Regions from separate parts of the Mus musculus genome. Here regions 1, 2, 3 and 5 are each linked to region 4. A link is a contact called in public ChIA-PET, HiChIP or PLAC-seq and promoter capture Hi-C data. All regions are on one chromosome and are shown on one strand. The core of a region is the stretch at or near the end of the contact, and the rest is flanking DNA. Distances in the headings are between cores, read along the strand shown.

Region 1 (2,700 bases), core at 134-2,633, 510 kb after region 4:
AGCCTGTAAGAGAGAAAATGAGACTAAGGGGGCTCAATAGCTTGGCAGAGGGTGTGTGTAGCTGGGACTCCTTTCTAAAGGAGTCAGAATAGACTAAAGGCAAATACGATATGGAACAGGTCCTCCAAAACAGCCCGATTCTGTCTCCGGGCTCTAAATGGGGTCGTCATGCGTTCACGGAGAGGAGGAAGCTGCACCAGGATGACCAGAGGAGCTCAGGAAGAAGGGGAAAGCAAAGTTAAGAGGAGGGGCATGGTGGTGCGCATCCTTGTACGTGGGAAGTAGACGCCTTTGTGAGTTCGAGGCTAGCCGTAGACTTGAAACTGTGGTGGTGGTGGTGGTGGGGCGTGGAGGAGAGGAGAGGAGAGAAGGGGAGGGGAGGGGAGGGGAGTACACAGTGAAACTTGGGCAAGGTTTATGTGGTTGGCCCCATAGCGATACAACAAGGGCTTGAGTCGGTGGAGAGGGATAGAACAAGAAGGAACTGAAGACCCAGCCGACCTCCTTATGGGTCAACCAGCGGATAAACTCCATTGTGTAAAACACATACAGAGCTTTCTCTCCAGACTCGCACGATCTAACCCCATTAAAAGGAGAAAACATTTAAAACAGAGACATCAGAGACACCCTTGCTTGTGGGAGAACTCAGAGTTGTCAAAACTCATCCCTAAGAGCACTTCTGGGGAGCCTTCTTATCCTCAAACGCTCCGTTACACTTCCGCTTCAGCCCCAAGGCGTATCCCTCGACAGAGATACCAAGGTACCTCTTCACTTCTCCTAGAGCTCAGAAATTGTGGAGTCCACCGTGGGACTGCAGTGTTTGTCTTGTATGGACACTGTACGGAGATACGAAGTAGTAAGTGGATTAGATGGAGGCGGAGCACACTGTCGCGGAAACCTGGTGAGCCTTGAAGACTCTTTGGACCAGAAGCCTAGGCCAGGCATAGAAGTCTCCTGCCAAAGAAACGCAGCCTCTAGGAGGCGCCCAAGACCTTGGTGTCTCACTGGTACAGCTAGAGGCCCGGCCGGCTGCCCCGGGCGAGTGACTCAGCCACTACCTCAAGCGGGGGAGTGGGGGCTCGAAGACAGCGTGGGGTGCGGCGAGCGTAGCCCCCACCCGCCCTGCGCCCCGCGCGGTTGCTAAGCTCTCCAAGGCCTCTGAGAGATGAGATCCCGGGAACCTCATTGGTTACCATAGTAACTCTGAGCCCCAGCCTCTCCGGCTTGGCCACGGAGGATGGCGCAGCCAATAAGAAGCTGTGGGCGGTTTGGGGGGACCCCCCCTATAGCGTGGGCGGGGGTCAGGAGGTGCGGGGAAGAGGCGGAGCGTGGGCCACGGAGGCGCGGTGCTTGCAACGGTGCTTATGCCTCCGCCCCGCTATGCAGGGACATTTCCGGTGAGCACCCAAGAGCTGGTGCACGCTCCCCTCCCTCCTAAAAGAGGAGTCACCAACATGAATGAGCTCTCCCTTGTGTGGCGTGTAGGATCTTTTTTTGAGGGGGTCTCAAGCCGCCCGTTCTCGTGATATCTCTCGAATGGTGTATTGGGGGGGGGCAAACTAAGATCCCTCAAAACTGCTTAGATGGGGGATTGGGGACTTGAGGGGCACGTCGCAAGGGGGCTCTGTCCAGCTATTTCCAATGGAGGGCTCTAGGGTCCTTCTGGAGACCCGCAAGTTCGGGGAGGGCTCTTTGGTAGGACCTCTACCCCGTTTCACGTAGTAGCCTCCGCAGTAGCCCAAGAAGTTGGGACTCCGGGAGGGGGTGGGCGGTCTGTGTAAACATGGCGCGCCCTTGTCACTGCTTGGACAGAGTTTGAGTGTGGACGGTTTATGATGTGCATACTGATAACATGTGTCTGAGGGAGAGTTGGAATGTGTCTCTCTCCACTGAGTCCAAGTGAATAATGGTGTTCAGAAATGTCTAATAAAAGCCGCCCCGCTCCTGCTCCGAACGTATGTACCTTCATCTCACTTAGGATTTCTAAGCTCGCCCTCTCACAGAATACTGTTCGTAGTGTTCCACCCCAACCCCTTTTCTAAGATAGGGTCTCAGGTAGTAGAGGCTGACCTTGAACTCCTGGTCCTCTTGCTTCCAACTCCTGGGTGCTATGCTAGGATGATTACAAGAATGCGCCACCATCCCTGGCTTAAGAGTTCCTCATTTGAAGACAGAACCTTCCCCTCCCCCCCCCCGAATTGGCGCGATATAACATATAAATATGTACTCGGGAGCACTCAGCACAAAACCCCCAGGTTTATGGGACTCCCAGGTCCGATATCTGAGTCTCCAGGTGGGCACATCTGGAAGCGCGCGAACCTGCAAGATCTGCTCAGCTCCGCATCTGCAAGCCTCTTGGCCCAGGTGTGCGCCAGAGGTCGCAGCCCAGCCGCACACAGTCCCCGCGTGGCCGCGAGGTGGCGCCATGGCCGCGGCAGCGTCTGCCGGTTCGGGCCGCTCCAGATAAGAGTGTGCGGAAAGCGCGGAGGGGCTGAGACGCGACCAGGACGCGGGGAGGACGGACCGGCAAGACAGACCGACCGGGGGCCCGGCGGGCGGAGGGCAGCGCACTGCAGCCACGTCCCCCCCTGGATCCGCCGGCAGCCGGGCCCGGGGCTTCCGACATGCCCCCCAGGTGGGTCCTCGAGTTGGCGACAGGGAAGGGCAAGGGACCCGGGACAATCTGGTCCTCGTGCGCCG
Region 2 (2,700 bases), core at 186-2,685, 500 kb before region 4:
AACACAAAAAAAAGTACCATATGTTGATTGTAGATGTGTGGGAAAATAAAGAAAAAATATATTTCCCTGTCATTTGCTTTTGGTTGAGACAGTACATTTTCCTTATCCACCTACTCTTCACCTTCCAAGTGTTGGGATTATAGGCTTGTACCATCACACCCAGCCAATTTTGCTCTCAGAAATAAATATTCTGCTTTCTGAAATACACTGTGCATATATCGCTATGTCATTAAATAATTGTCAAAATAATACTTTTATGAGTCAATAATATATGTGTGGAGGTTAGAGGGTAACTTGTGGAAGTTAGAACTCTCTTATCAACATGTGGGTTCGATGGATGAATTCAAGCATCAGGCTTGAGGGCAAATGCTCTACTGGCTGAGCCATCTTGATGTCTCTCACAGTCCTCCTGCAATTATATTTTAAAGCATTCTTTTGTTGCTGTTGCTAAAACTTATACTACTCACACATTTTTGGGGGGCAAACTAAAACAACAATAAAATTCCATTCCTAAAACTATAATGTTTTTTAAAAACTAAAAAAAAAAAAGCAAATTATATTATTCCTGAAGCAATTTTTATAAAACTATATGTACGGAAAAAAAAAAAAAAGTTCAGCAGGGCCAGATACTCCTCTGTCGAGGTTTTCACAATGTTGAACTGGTAAGGCAACCCTTCCCTTGGCTGCAATTCCATCATTGTTCCAGTGCCTGCTGGAAAAGCGGTTCCACAGGGCTATCTGGCTCCTCTTTTTGTAATGTACGCGGCTAAACACCCTAACATTTCCTGTACTACCTGCCTAAGTTTGCATAATACTTCCATATTTAATGTCACCCCATCTAACGTAGTGTAAGCAGGGCAGATGGGAATACTTTGTTCAAGATCATAAGGTTATCAAGGGTGTAAATAAGGATGTACAGCCCGGACATTCGGTCTCAAAAACCAAACACTTCCCAGCGTTGGGTCGCTTTTCTCCTTACTCCCCACCCTAGCGAGGAGGCTTCAGACAATTCTGCCCAGTAGATCCTTATCTAAGGAGCAGAAGCTCTCCCAAACCTCAAATGTCTTTGGCAACACTGCCACTTACCAGCTGGGGTCATTTCACTCCCGATGGCAGGGGGACACAGACTGCCCTAGACCAAGGGGATCCAGCGAGCGGGTTGCACGTTGGCTTCATGGCCAGCGGGGCTTATTGCCCATCCATTGGGACACTGCCGTGGCTACCGCTCTCTGGGGCGCCCGGGCGACACTACGGCGCTGGTGGGGGATGCGCCCTGGGCGAAGAAGAGAGGGCTTTCAATCTTAAGAACCCGCCGCGTGCGAACAGGGAACTTGAGGTTAAGGGTTGTCTGGAGATTTTCCAGGGACTTGACAGCCATGCCTGCGGAAGTCAGTCCTCCGCTATCCCAGAGTCCCCCGGTTCCCGGAAGTGCCCAGTTCTCCGGAAGTGCCAGGCTAGCCGAGTAAGTAGCGGCTCCCTCGAGCCCCGTACCTGGAGGCTTGCTCTTCTGGGGTCCTGGTGACAGACAGGTCGCGAGCAGGATTGGAGAGGGCGTCGGGGGCTGAGCGGCGGGATGATGGAGGAGGAGGAACTGGAGTTTGTGGAGGAGCTGGAGGCTGTGCTGCAGCTCACGCCAGAGGTGCAACTCGCCATCGAGCAGGTGAGCGCTCCACCCCCTCGGGAGGAAGCTGCGGTGGAAGGGGCAGCTCTAGGCCAGGGTCGAATCTCCCCTGCTAGGCTGGAAAGGTGGCGGTTCTTATGCTGAGCGGAAGTCTGGATGGTGGTAAAGGTGGGGATGGGTTTTTCAGCCTGGGGACCGAACACGTCTTCTCTAGGCTCTGTGTTTCCGAGGTTGTTACGCCCTGCTGAGTTTGGGCCGAGCTGTCCTCTTTGACAGGATAAACCTAGAGGGAGCCCCGTGACTAGAGAATTCGGATTATGGTTGATTTTAAGACTCTATTCATTTTCCAGCTAGTGCGGCTTCTTCCATTTCTCTGGTTAAACTCTTGGAGTGGTTTGGAATTGGCAGTGGGATACTTCCATTGCGGAAACGAATGACAGAATAGGGTTGTGGGGCGGCATACTGGAAAATGACCCTTGTGCTGGTGTGCGCGTGCGCGCGCACTTGACACTCGCTGGAGTCATCTGGGAAAAGGAAGCCTCAGTTGAGAATTGCTTCCATCAGATTGGCCCACGGGCAATCTGTGGGGGCATTTTCTTGGTTGATGCTGTAGAATGGCCCAGCCCACTGTGGGAGGTACCACCCCTGGGCAGCAGGTTCTGGATTGTATAGAAAAGCAAGCTGAGCAAGCCATGGAAAGCAAGCCAGTAAGTAACATTCCTTCGTGATTTCTGCTCCATTTCCTGGCTTGGCTTCACCTGATGACGACATACTATAACCTGTAATCCAAATAAATTATTTACTTTACAAGTTGTTTTTGGTCATGCTGTGTTATCACAGCAATGTAAAGCAAACTAAGACAAATCTGTACCATAACTAAAAGACTGAGGGCTAGTGAGATAGTTCAGTGGGTAAAGGCACTGTGCCACCAAGCCTGCTGACCTGAGTCTCTTCCCCAGGATCCTCAAAATAGAGGGAGAAAACTACTCCTGGACAAAACACACATACACATGCACACGTCTCCCCAACCTCTGGTCTACAAAGTGAGTTCCAGGACAGCCAGGGATACACAGAGAAAC
Region 3 (2,700 bases), core at 54-2,553, 480 kb before region 4:
ACAGTTGTGAGCTGCCATGTGGGTTCTGGGAATTGAACCCAGGTCCTTTGGAAGAGCAGCCAAGTGCTCTTAACCACTGAGCCATCTCTCCGGCCCCTAACCTTTTTCTTATCATGAGTATTTGTTGCTGTTAGCTCTCTAAAGGTATCCTGTTTCCCGACCTCTCACAGGTTTACTACTTCGTCTTTGTCTACCTGGTCCCATGTTAACAGGACCTTAGGAGTGATAATCAGTAGGAAGGTCTCATTGTGCTGATTAACTCCACTTCTTGTGTCATGCCATTTGCCTCTTCAGAACACTCTGTGCCTCCTGACACTGAGTGAAGTCAAACACATTTTCTTACCTGCTGCTTGAGGCTGCCTTCAGTGTTTTCATACTCTGTCTCTTCGTTTGTACTGAAAACTTTCTGCTCTGTCACATGCCACGTGCTCTCTGACCCATGCATATCTTTGTACCTGTGTTAATTATTTATTATCTCTGTGACAAAGCACCCAACAAGAAGCAAATTAAGGGAAGAAGGGCTTATTCTGGCTTACAGTTGGCGAGGAGACATCTGTCATGACCCAGAAGGCACGGCGGCAGGAGCATTAGGCAGCTGGTCACATTGCATCCGCAGTCAGGAGGCAGGGAGAGGTAAAGGCTGCTATTCACTTCAGTTTCTTCTTTTTAGTCAGACTAGGACCCCAGCCTGTGTAGTTTAGGGAGGGTCTTCCTGCTTTCTTATCCTGATCTAGACAGCTCTGGATAATCCTGCTCACATTTGCCTCTTATCGGGTCACCCATCAGTCTTCTCTGTTAAGGCCTGAGTGCTTTTGTTTTTGTTTTGTTGGGGTTTTTGCTTCCCTTTTTTCCAGTTTTCACATTTTAAAGCTTTACCCATTTAAAGGCCAGCTCAAATACTGCTTTTTAAATAATGAAGTTTTATTTTTCCCATCTGAATAACACCAAAGGAATCATAATTTCAGGTCCAAGGAGACTTGACCTTTATCTGACTCTAGTCTTCTACAGAGGGGAGACAGATGTGTGCCCTTCCTACCTGTCACTTCTCAGCCCTCTGCTGTGCCAGGCCTCCGAGCTCATGCTCTTCCTTGGCTTGCCTATCCTCTTGGCTAGTTTGTAGACTTCTTGAAGGCAAGAACTCTTTTATTATCTTTACACTTCAGCTCAAATAGTCCTACATGCAACTACACTGAATATTTGGTGTGTCTTAGATTAGCTTGGGGCTTCCTGAATTCTAGGCAAGTGTGTGTAGCTCTATGGCTGAGCTACATCTCCAGCCTATGGTTCATGTGTGAATAGGCCCAGGCTGCTGCTATTTGGAATAGAACTACTGTATTGTGTGACCTACATTTAGAATGGCTCACCAGGAACCTTAAACTACTTGGGAGAGTCTCAGGTATGTGAAATTCTAAGAAAATGAAAAGAAGTTGATGATTCTTGAGGAGTGTTTGTTGGTCGTGCTGTGTTGGAGCACATCCTGGCCACTACCTGTGGGCCATGCTAGAGCAGCATGGGGGAGTGAGCCCCAGAAAGGGCAGGCCTCAGGAATGCCTCTCCCCACCTTCACGTGGTTGCCAGCAGGGCAGCTCGGATTTCAGAGAACAAGACCGTGTTTTCAAGAATGTTTAGATCACATTTCAGTCTGTGATGGAATTTTGTATTCATCTCCTTAGAATCCAGACAGAGAGGAAGCCCAGAAGAAATAATCGCTTTTCCTGTCATCTCCTCCATCTGTCTCTCCAGCAGATTGAAATGCAAGCTCGAGTGGGGACTTTCAGCAGAGCATGCTTGGTTCTGTCTTTGTCAGCTCCTAGGGATAGAACTGTGACTCTGGTGGGTGGCTTGCTGATGGGCATCTCCAGCTGACTGGCACAGACGAGGGGAATTACGGATGGGCCAAAATACTGGGCTTCACAGGTCAGGACACCCGTGTGCCCCTCTTCCCTGGAGCACACTCAGAGATTGCTTTCAGAACTTATCTTCTCAGTGGCTGAGAACACTCAGGACAGCAGCAGTAGGGCCAAAGGAAGGTGCCCTGCCCAGACAGAATTTCCCAAGCCCACCAGAGCAGCTGTGCTTTTTAACCTTGAAAAGCAAGAGACCGACCTTAGTGCATATCATGGAGTCTTATTTGAATTTGCTTGCTTTTTTGTTGTTTTTGGGTTTTTTGTTTTGGTTTTTTTGAGACAGGGTCTCATGAAGTATATTTTGGCCTTATGACCCTCAGACTTCCACCTCCCAAGTGCTAGGGTTACAGGTGCATGCCTCCAGACCTGACTTTTATGATCTCTTGAAAGACATTTTTAAGACATTTACTATGGGGGGAGAGTCATAAGCGTGTGCATCAGTGCATGGACTGGGATCAGAGAACAAGTTGGCAGAGTCAGTTCTGTCTCCTTTTCTATGGTTCAGGACTGAAGCCCAGCTTGTTAGAACCTCATGCTGCTCAGCCATCTCTTGGCCTTGTAAATTACATTTTTAGGAGGGAAGTTCTTTTGTGTTCTCTGTCTGTCTGTCTGTCTGTCTGTGTCTGTCTGTGTCTGTGTCTGTGTCTGTGTCTGTGTCTGTGTGTAGGCAGGAGATCAGTGTCTCTCCACCTTACTTTTTAAAGCAGGGTCTCTCACTGAACCTGAAGCTCACTGAGCTAGGCTGGCTAAACAGCAATCCCTTGAGAGCTACTCTCCAGCACTGAGATTATAG
Region 4 (2,700 bases), core at 142-2,641:
AGACAGTTAAAACTCAATGGTCCTTGACGAGGAAACAGTGGGATAATTATTCTTGGTGTTTATCTGCTAGCCAGGTCTGTTCTCATATCCTGGAAGATTTTGACCACAACACCAACTTAGAGAGCAAGAAAAGACCCAGAAGTACGTGTCTGACACTTTTTAAGTAAATCCAGGGAGAATGAAGTGCCATTCACTTCCAAGGTTGTTCTCACTGGCTTATGCCTGTTTGTTTGTTTGTTTGTTTGTTTTCTAAAGGAAAAAAATCTTCCTCCACTAATCACTTTGAAACTAGAAACTCTAGTTGCAGCGGGCAGTTTTTTTGGACACTTAAAACCTCTTGGACACAATTTGCCTGCTAGGCTTCAATTACGCGGGGCTGGTCACAGAAGGATTTTTTTTCTATCACCAAGTCACTTAGTTCACCACCTTCCACAAGGGAAGAGCACGGTAAAGATATTTTGGAAAAATGCCCAAGAAAGGAAAAAGCTGACCGGCTTCCTGAGGGTGTCTCCATCCCTCCCAGCCAGCCAGTCAGTACGTGGTGACTTCCTACCGAAGGCCACCAGGGGAGTATGGCCAAACCCGGCTCTAACACTGCAGGAAACGTTTCAAGCCTAAAAGCCACTTGTAGGATTAGCAGAGCCATTCTGAGTACCACTGCCAAATGATGTCCCCGTAACATCCCCATTAACTCATTGTCCCCAAGTTGCCTAGCCCTGCCCTGCCCTTGGGCCTGACCCTGGCGCCCAGCCCCACCCCGGGGCCGCAGCAGTTCCCCTTCCCCGGCTCCCAAGGCACACCCAGAGGCCTCGGTGAGCAGCTCCTCCTCCCCCACAATCCCGCTCATCGGTGGGAACCAGCTTGCTCAGAAGACAGCTCCCCCGCCAGGTTCACTCTAGCCCTCTCTGCCCACGTCCCTCCTGCAGCAGACCAGGGTTCTACGGCCCTCACCCCCGCCCGGGCCTCCCACCCGCCTGTCCCTCACCCGGCGGAGGCTGAGCGGGCGACGGAGGCACTGGAGGGCGCGGGCCGCTGCTGTTGATGATGTAGTGGGAGACGCGCGAGTTTTCGGAGACGCTAAGCACATAGTCCCCGGGGCTGGTGCTCGAGTCCCGCACCAGGAACACCCCGTGCCGCTGGCCCTGCAATAGCGCCACCGCCTCCTGCCGGCTCAGGCGGCCCCAGTACCAGCTACTCCGCTCCTCCGAGTCGAAGTTGCCCGCCATGGCCGCCTCCGCGCTTTCACGCTGGGCCGCCGCCGGCACGCGCGCCCCTCCAGCCCTGGCGCCCGCCGCCCAGCGGACCGGCTCCGGTGTCAGCCTCCCAGCAGCGCCCGAAATGGCGGCGGCGGCCGCGGGCCTTCCCCACCGGAAATGACGCGCCCTCTACCCGAGGGAGGCTGCCGGGAAGGGGACCGACGCCCGCCATTGGGAGAAGGGAAACGGAGTCCTTGGGGCCCTCAGTGCGCATGCGGCGTCCTGGGCGTCGCCGCCAGGCCCAGACCCCAACCGCGGAGGATGGGGAGGCGGAGTCTAGGTCTAAGGGGCGGAGCCTCAACCTACAAATTGACTGATCCGTGTTTGACAGATTGGTAGCGGCCGGTCTTTTCTCCCAGAACCTACAAGTAGCAACACCAAGAAAAGGACTGAAGTTAAAAAAGATGATGTGGTCCGAGGATGATAGTCGCCCTCAAAGCTCCCTGACTTGCTGGTCTTTTCCCCGTGTTTCCTTCGGTTTCCCCCGAGGTCAGCTGAAGTTCTTGTTATCTATGAGCAGCCACAGATACCGCATTTGCCGCGCAGGTGCAGTGCTGACCCAGACTGGCTTTAAGTCACTGAATTCACACACCTATGGGAGGGACCAGGAAACAACATCTGCTATGGGGGCGGGGGGGGGGCAGAAACACAAGGAAATCAACTAAGTAGTCCTGGAGAGACCCAAGGGCTGGGTAAAGTGACTCATGACAGTTATCCCAACCTCTCAGGAGTTGAGACAGGAGGATCCCTGTGAGTCTGAGGCCCTGTATTATAAAACCAAAACAAATAAGAGGAAGGGGTCCACAGATAAGATGACCTAGGGTGAATGGTAGGATGTTAAATGAAGTGGGGAAGGGTACTCAAGGCAAAGAAAACAAAATGCCCAGCCAGGCCAAAAAAAAAAAAAAAAAAAAATGGAGTTCTCTCTATTGGGGCTCCCATATCCACCAGCCAGATTTTTTTTTAAACTCTCAGTTGTAGCCAGGTGTATCTCCTACTTTTACTTCCTTCATGATCATCTTCATCTATCTCAAAAAATTAATAAAAAAATGGGGGAGGGAAGGGTTTCTCTGTATAGCTCTTGCTATCCTGGAATTCACTTTATAGACCAGGCTGACCTCGAACCCAAAGATCCACCTGCCTCTGCCTCCCAGTGCTGGGATTAAAGGTGTGTGCCACCATTGCATAGCTGTTACTACTGTGTTTTGTATATAGTGAGACCCGGTCTCACTACAAAACCAAAGTTATCCTTAGCCTAGTCAATAGCTCCGGCCTTCCAGAGCTCCCACCCATAGTCTGGGCCAGCCCTGGGAGAGACAGCAGGGAAAAGGGCCCCTTCCTTGTTACCAGTGACTCATCTTGATCTAGCTTAGTCACCAGGAACTAGCAGCAGAAGCCATCCAGTGTAAATTCTGGCCCTTTGGGGCAAATGACTATCCTCTCT
Region 5 (2,715 bases), core at 34-2,533, 280 kb after region 4:
CCTGAGCAAGGCTTGTTAAGACAGGAATCCTGTTACAACACAGATGTGCCCTTCCCACAGGGACAGAACCACGCACACCTGTACTGTGGCCTGGACACTCATCAGTGGCCAGACCTACTCCCTGAGATGGGAACAGAGAGAGGCTTTTGAGGAACTTTGATTAAAAAGAATTTATGCAAAGATAATAAGATATGTTCTCATAGTTCTTTGTCAAAGTCTATCCTAGTTAACACTGTAATCCTTCTTCTGTGCCATTAATGAAACAGCTGCTAATGAAATTCAATGAGAACACTCAACTGGGAGGTGTTGGAACCCAGGGAAACAATAAAAAGGGATATAACAAGATCAGAACTACGAATAGACTGAAACAGAATCAGATGGTAGGGAAAAAAGGAAGCTAACATTGCTGGTGGCACGTAATTGGTACTGCTCACCTGGAGGGCAAATCTGAGGTATGTATCAAGTGCCTTGAAAATGTTCATATGAAAATATTCTTAGCACTTAGCTTGTTTCTATTATTAAAAAACTAATTAAAATTACAAAAAGAATACATGGTAGTTATGTAAAAATTAGAAACTGAAAATTACAGAGAGGAGGACAGTTATTTAAAATACAATTAGGCAGGGCCAGTGGTTTTGTCATACTGTCTTTGCAGTGGCCCCTTCTAGTTCTATGTATGAAATTATTACTGTTGTTATTATTTGGACAGGATCTTGTTATGTAGACTAAGCTGGCCTTGAGCTCACCATCCTCCTGCCTCTGCCTCAGGCTCATGAGTGCTGAGATTGTAAGCTTGAGACTGATGTCCATATGGAAATTTTTACATAATTTATGGCAAGGGCACATGGTGATTTGTAAGCACTTCTTTTTATATTATATGCCATGGCCATTTTTTTTTTTAAATCTAAAATGCATTATAAATGTATTAAAAAAAAAAGAAAACCAGCCAGGCAATGGTGGCGCATGCCTTTAATCCCACCACTTGGGAGGCAGAGGCAGAGGCAGGTGGATTTCTGAGTTCGAGGCCAGCCTGGTCTACAAAGTGAGTTCCAGGACAGCCAGGGCCATACAGAGAAACCCTGTCTCAAAACAAAACAAAACAAACAAAAAAAGAAAACCAACTATATTAGTTATAGTTTCTGTTGTTGACATATAACATCATAACCAAAAACTATGTGGGGAGGAAAGGGTTTATTTCCTCTTACAACTCTCATGTGACATGCCTTCACTGAGGGAAGTCAAGGTAGGAACCTGAGACAGAAACTAAAGCAGAAGCCATTGAGGACTACTGCTTTGTGGTTTGTTCAGCCTGTGTTTTTATATACCCCAGGCCATCTGCCCAGGGTGACACCATCCTCGGTGACTTTCCACATCAATCATTAGTGAGACATACCTACATGCCAATCTTATGAAGGCATCTTCTAATTTAAGATTCCTTTTTCCAAGACATGCCTAGGTTTGTAACAGGTTAACAAAAACTAATCATGATATCAACAAAATGATACTGCCAATCTCATAGACAAATATATATATCTTTATTTAACTTTTAGAGAGAGGATATAGACTATCATTTTTGTCATGATAATGTGTTTGATAGTGTGCATTTATTAAGTTTCATGAAGAGGGTGTGGGTGTAGTTCAGTTGCTAGGCAAGCATCAGGCTCTGCATATATTTCAGTATGGAATGTCTCCTTTATAAAATAGAATCCTTTGTTTCATTAGCTATCTTGAGTTCTGCTATTTCATATTAACACCAATACCCTGGTTAACTTGTAATTCTATTTTTGCTTGGTTTTTTTGAGACAGGGTTTCTCTGTGTAACAGCCCTGGCTGTGCTAAACTCACAGAGATCCTCCTGCCTCTGCCTCCCAAGTGCTGAGACTAAAGGCCTGCCCATTACACCTTGCTACTTGTGATTTTTGACACGCCCAAATCCTCATATTATTGTTACAGCAGTCATTGTGACTGGAACACAGAAGGATGTTTGTTTTTCAAAACAGGGTTTCTCTATGTAGCCTTGGCTATTCTGGGACTTGATTTGTAAACTGGGCTGGCTTCAGACACAGAGATCTGCCTGCCTCTGCCTCCTGAGTGCTGGGATTAAATATGTGCACCACCACACCTGTCAAAAATACATTTTCTGGGGCTAGCAAGATGGCTTGATGGGTAACTCTCCATGTGAGCCAGATGCCTGCCCTTGGCTCAGTGCTGGTGCCATGCTTATGTGGTGGCTGGCATCAGTAAGCTCAGCATGCATAGGGCAACATGAGAGGCAGAAATAGAACAACCATCTTGAAGTTCATGTACAAAGTGTAGGGCAGAAACAAGAGACTGCCTCAAAAACAGGTAGAAGGGGAGACTCCGCTTCTGAAAAGTTGACTCCTAACCTGGATACACGTGCTGTGGCCTTTCTACAGCCCCTCTCTCTTTCTTACACACTAAAGTTTAAAAAGATTTTTCCCCTAGAATGAATGATGGGCTATTTTAAAGTTTCCTAGTACACTGTTGTTGTACCTTGTGAATAGTGTTCTTTTTTTTTTTTTTTAAGATTTATTTATTATTATATGTAAGTACACCCGTAGCTGTCTTCAGATGCACCAGAAGAGGGCATCAGATCTCATCACAGGTGGTTGTGAGCCACCATGTGGTTGCTGGGATTTGAACTTCGGACCTTCGGAAGAGCAGTCGGGTGCTCTTACCCACTGAGCCATCTCA

What was found. Promoter capture Hi-C pulls out the DNA fragments that hold promoters and counts their contacts. ChIA-PET counts read pairs in DNA pulled down with a chosen protein or histone mark. HiChIP or PLAC-seq counts read pairs in DNA pulled down with a chosen protein or histone mark.
Region 1: a contact with region 4 is called in an RNA polymerase II ChIA-PET map of memory CD8 T cells, with 15 read pairs. The contact joins the promoter of Hic1 here to the promoter of Crk in region 4. A contact is called at or near these places in 6 of 39 promoter capture datasets (the C10 cell line, cranial neural crest, liver and 2 more), 2 of 484 Hi-C or Micro-C datasets (CD4 T cells and embryonic stem cells) and 3 of 115 datasets of contacts at active chromatin or transcription factors (embryonic hindbrain, large pre-B cells and memory CD8 T cells).
Region 2: a contact with region 4 is called in a promoter capture Hi-C map of second pharyngeal arch cranial neural crest. The contact joins the promoter of Vps53 here to the promoter of Crk in region 4. A contact is called at or near these places in 7 of 39 promoter capture datasets (cranial neural crest, embryonic stem cells, liver and 3 more), 3 of 115 datasets of contacts at active chromatin or transcription factors (craniofacial prominence, embryonic basal ganglia and memory CD8 T cells) and 2 of 9 other capture datasets (adipose tissue and liver).
Region 3: a contact with region 4 is called in a promoter capture Hi-C map of cranial neural crest. The contact joins the enhancer-like site here to the promoter of Crk in region 4. A contact is called at or near these places in 3 of 39 promoter capture datasets (cranial neural crest, liver and pre-B cells), 2 of 115 datasets of contacts at active chromatin or transcription factors (craniofacial prominence and embryonic basal ganglia) and 1 of 9 other capture datasets (liver).
Region 5: a contact with region 4 is called in an H3K4me3 HiChIP or PLAC-seq map of bone marrow-derived macrophages, with 2.7 times the contacts expected there. The contact joins the enhancer-like site here to the promoter of Crk in region 4. A contact is called at or near these places in 1 of 39 promoter capture datasets (pre-B cells), 1 of 115 datasets of contacts at active chromatin or transcription factors (bone marrow-derived macrophages) and 2 of 9 other capture datasets (adipose tissue and pancreatic islet).

Annotation. Positions count from the first base shown.
Region 1 is chr11:75,168,938-75,171,637 of GRCm38.p6, reverse strand. Hic1 (hypermethylated in cancer 1) reads left to right here and starts at 1,383. Exons shown (of 2, transcript NM_010430.2): 1 at 1,383-2,635. The coding sequence starts at 2,119.
Region 2 is chr11:76,178,373-76,181,072 of GRCm38.p6, reverse strand. It overlaps Vps53 (VPS53 GARP complex subunit), which reads left to right and starts at 1,435. Exons shown (of 22, transcript NM_026664.4): 1 at 1,435-1,660. The coding sequence starts at 1,574. It also overlaps a transcript of Tlcd3a not described here.
Region 3 is chr11:76,159,319-76,162,018 of GRCm38.p6, reverse strand. All of the region lies in intron 4 of Vps53 (VPS53 GARP complex subunit), which reads left to right. The region is part of intron 1 of Gm46252 (a long non-coding RNA gene); the gene reads right to left. Among named protein-coding and RNA genes, the nearest start is that of Gm46252, 9.8 kb to the right of the region's middle. Within about 2 kb of position 1,303, at least 33 of the 459 cell types and tissues checked have an H3K27ac peak or open chromatin away from gene starts, as enhancers often do.
Region 4 is chr11:75,677,950-75,680,649 of GRCm38.p6, reverse strand. It overlaps Crk (v-crk avian sarcoma virus CT10 oncogene homolog), which reads right to left and starts at 1,391. Exons shown (of 3, transcript NM_133656.5): 1 at 986-1,391. The coding sequence starts at 1,226.
Region 5 is chr11:75,394,374-75,397,088 of GRCm38.p6, reverse strand. The region is part of intron 5 of Smyd4 (SET and MYND domain containing 4); the gene reads right to left. Among named protein-coding and RNA genes, the nearest start is that of Serpinf1, 27 kb to the left of the region's middle. Within about 2 kb of position 1,283, at least 22 of the 459 cell types and tissues checked have an H3K27ac peak or open chromatin away from gene starts, as enhancers often do. A contact at or near this core is called in bone marrow-derived macrophages, where this site is marked.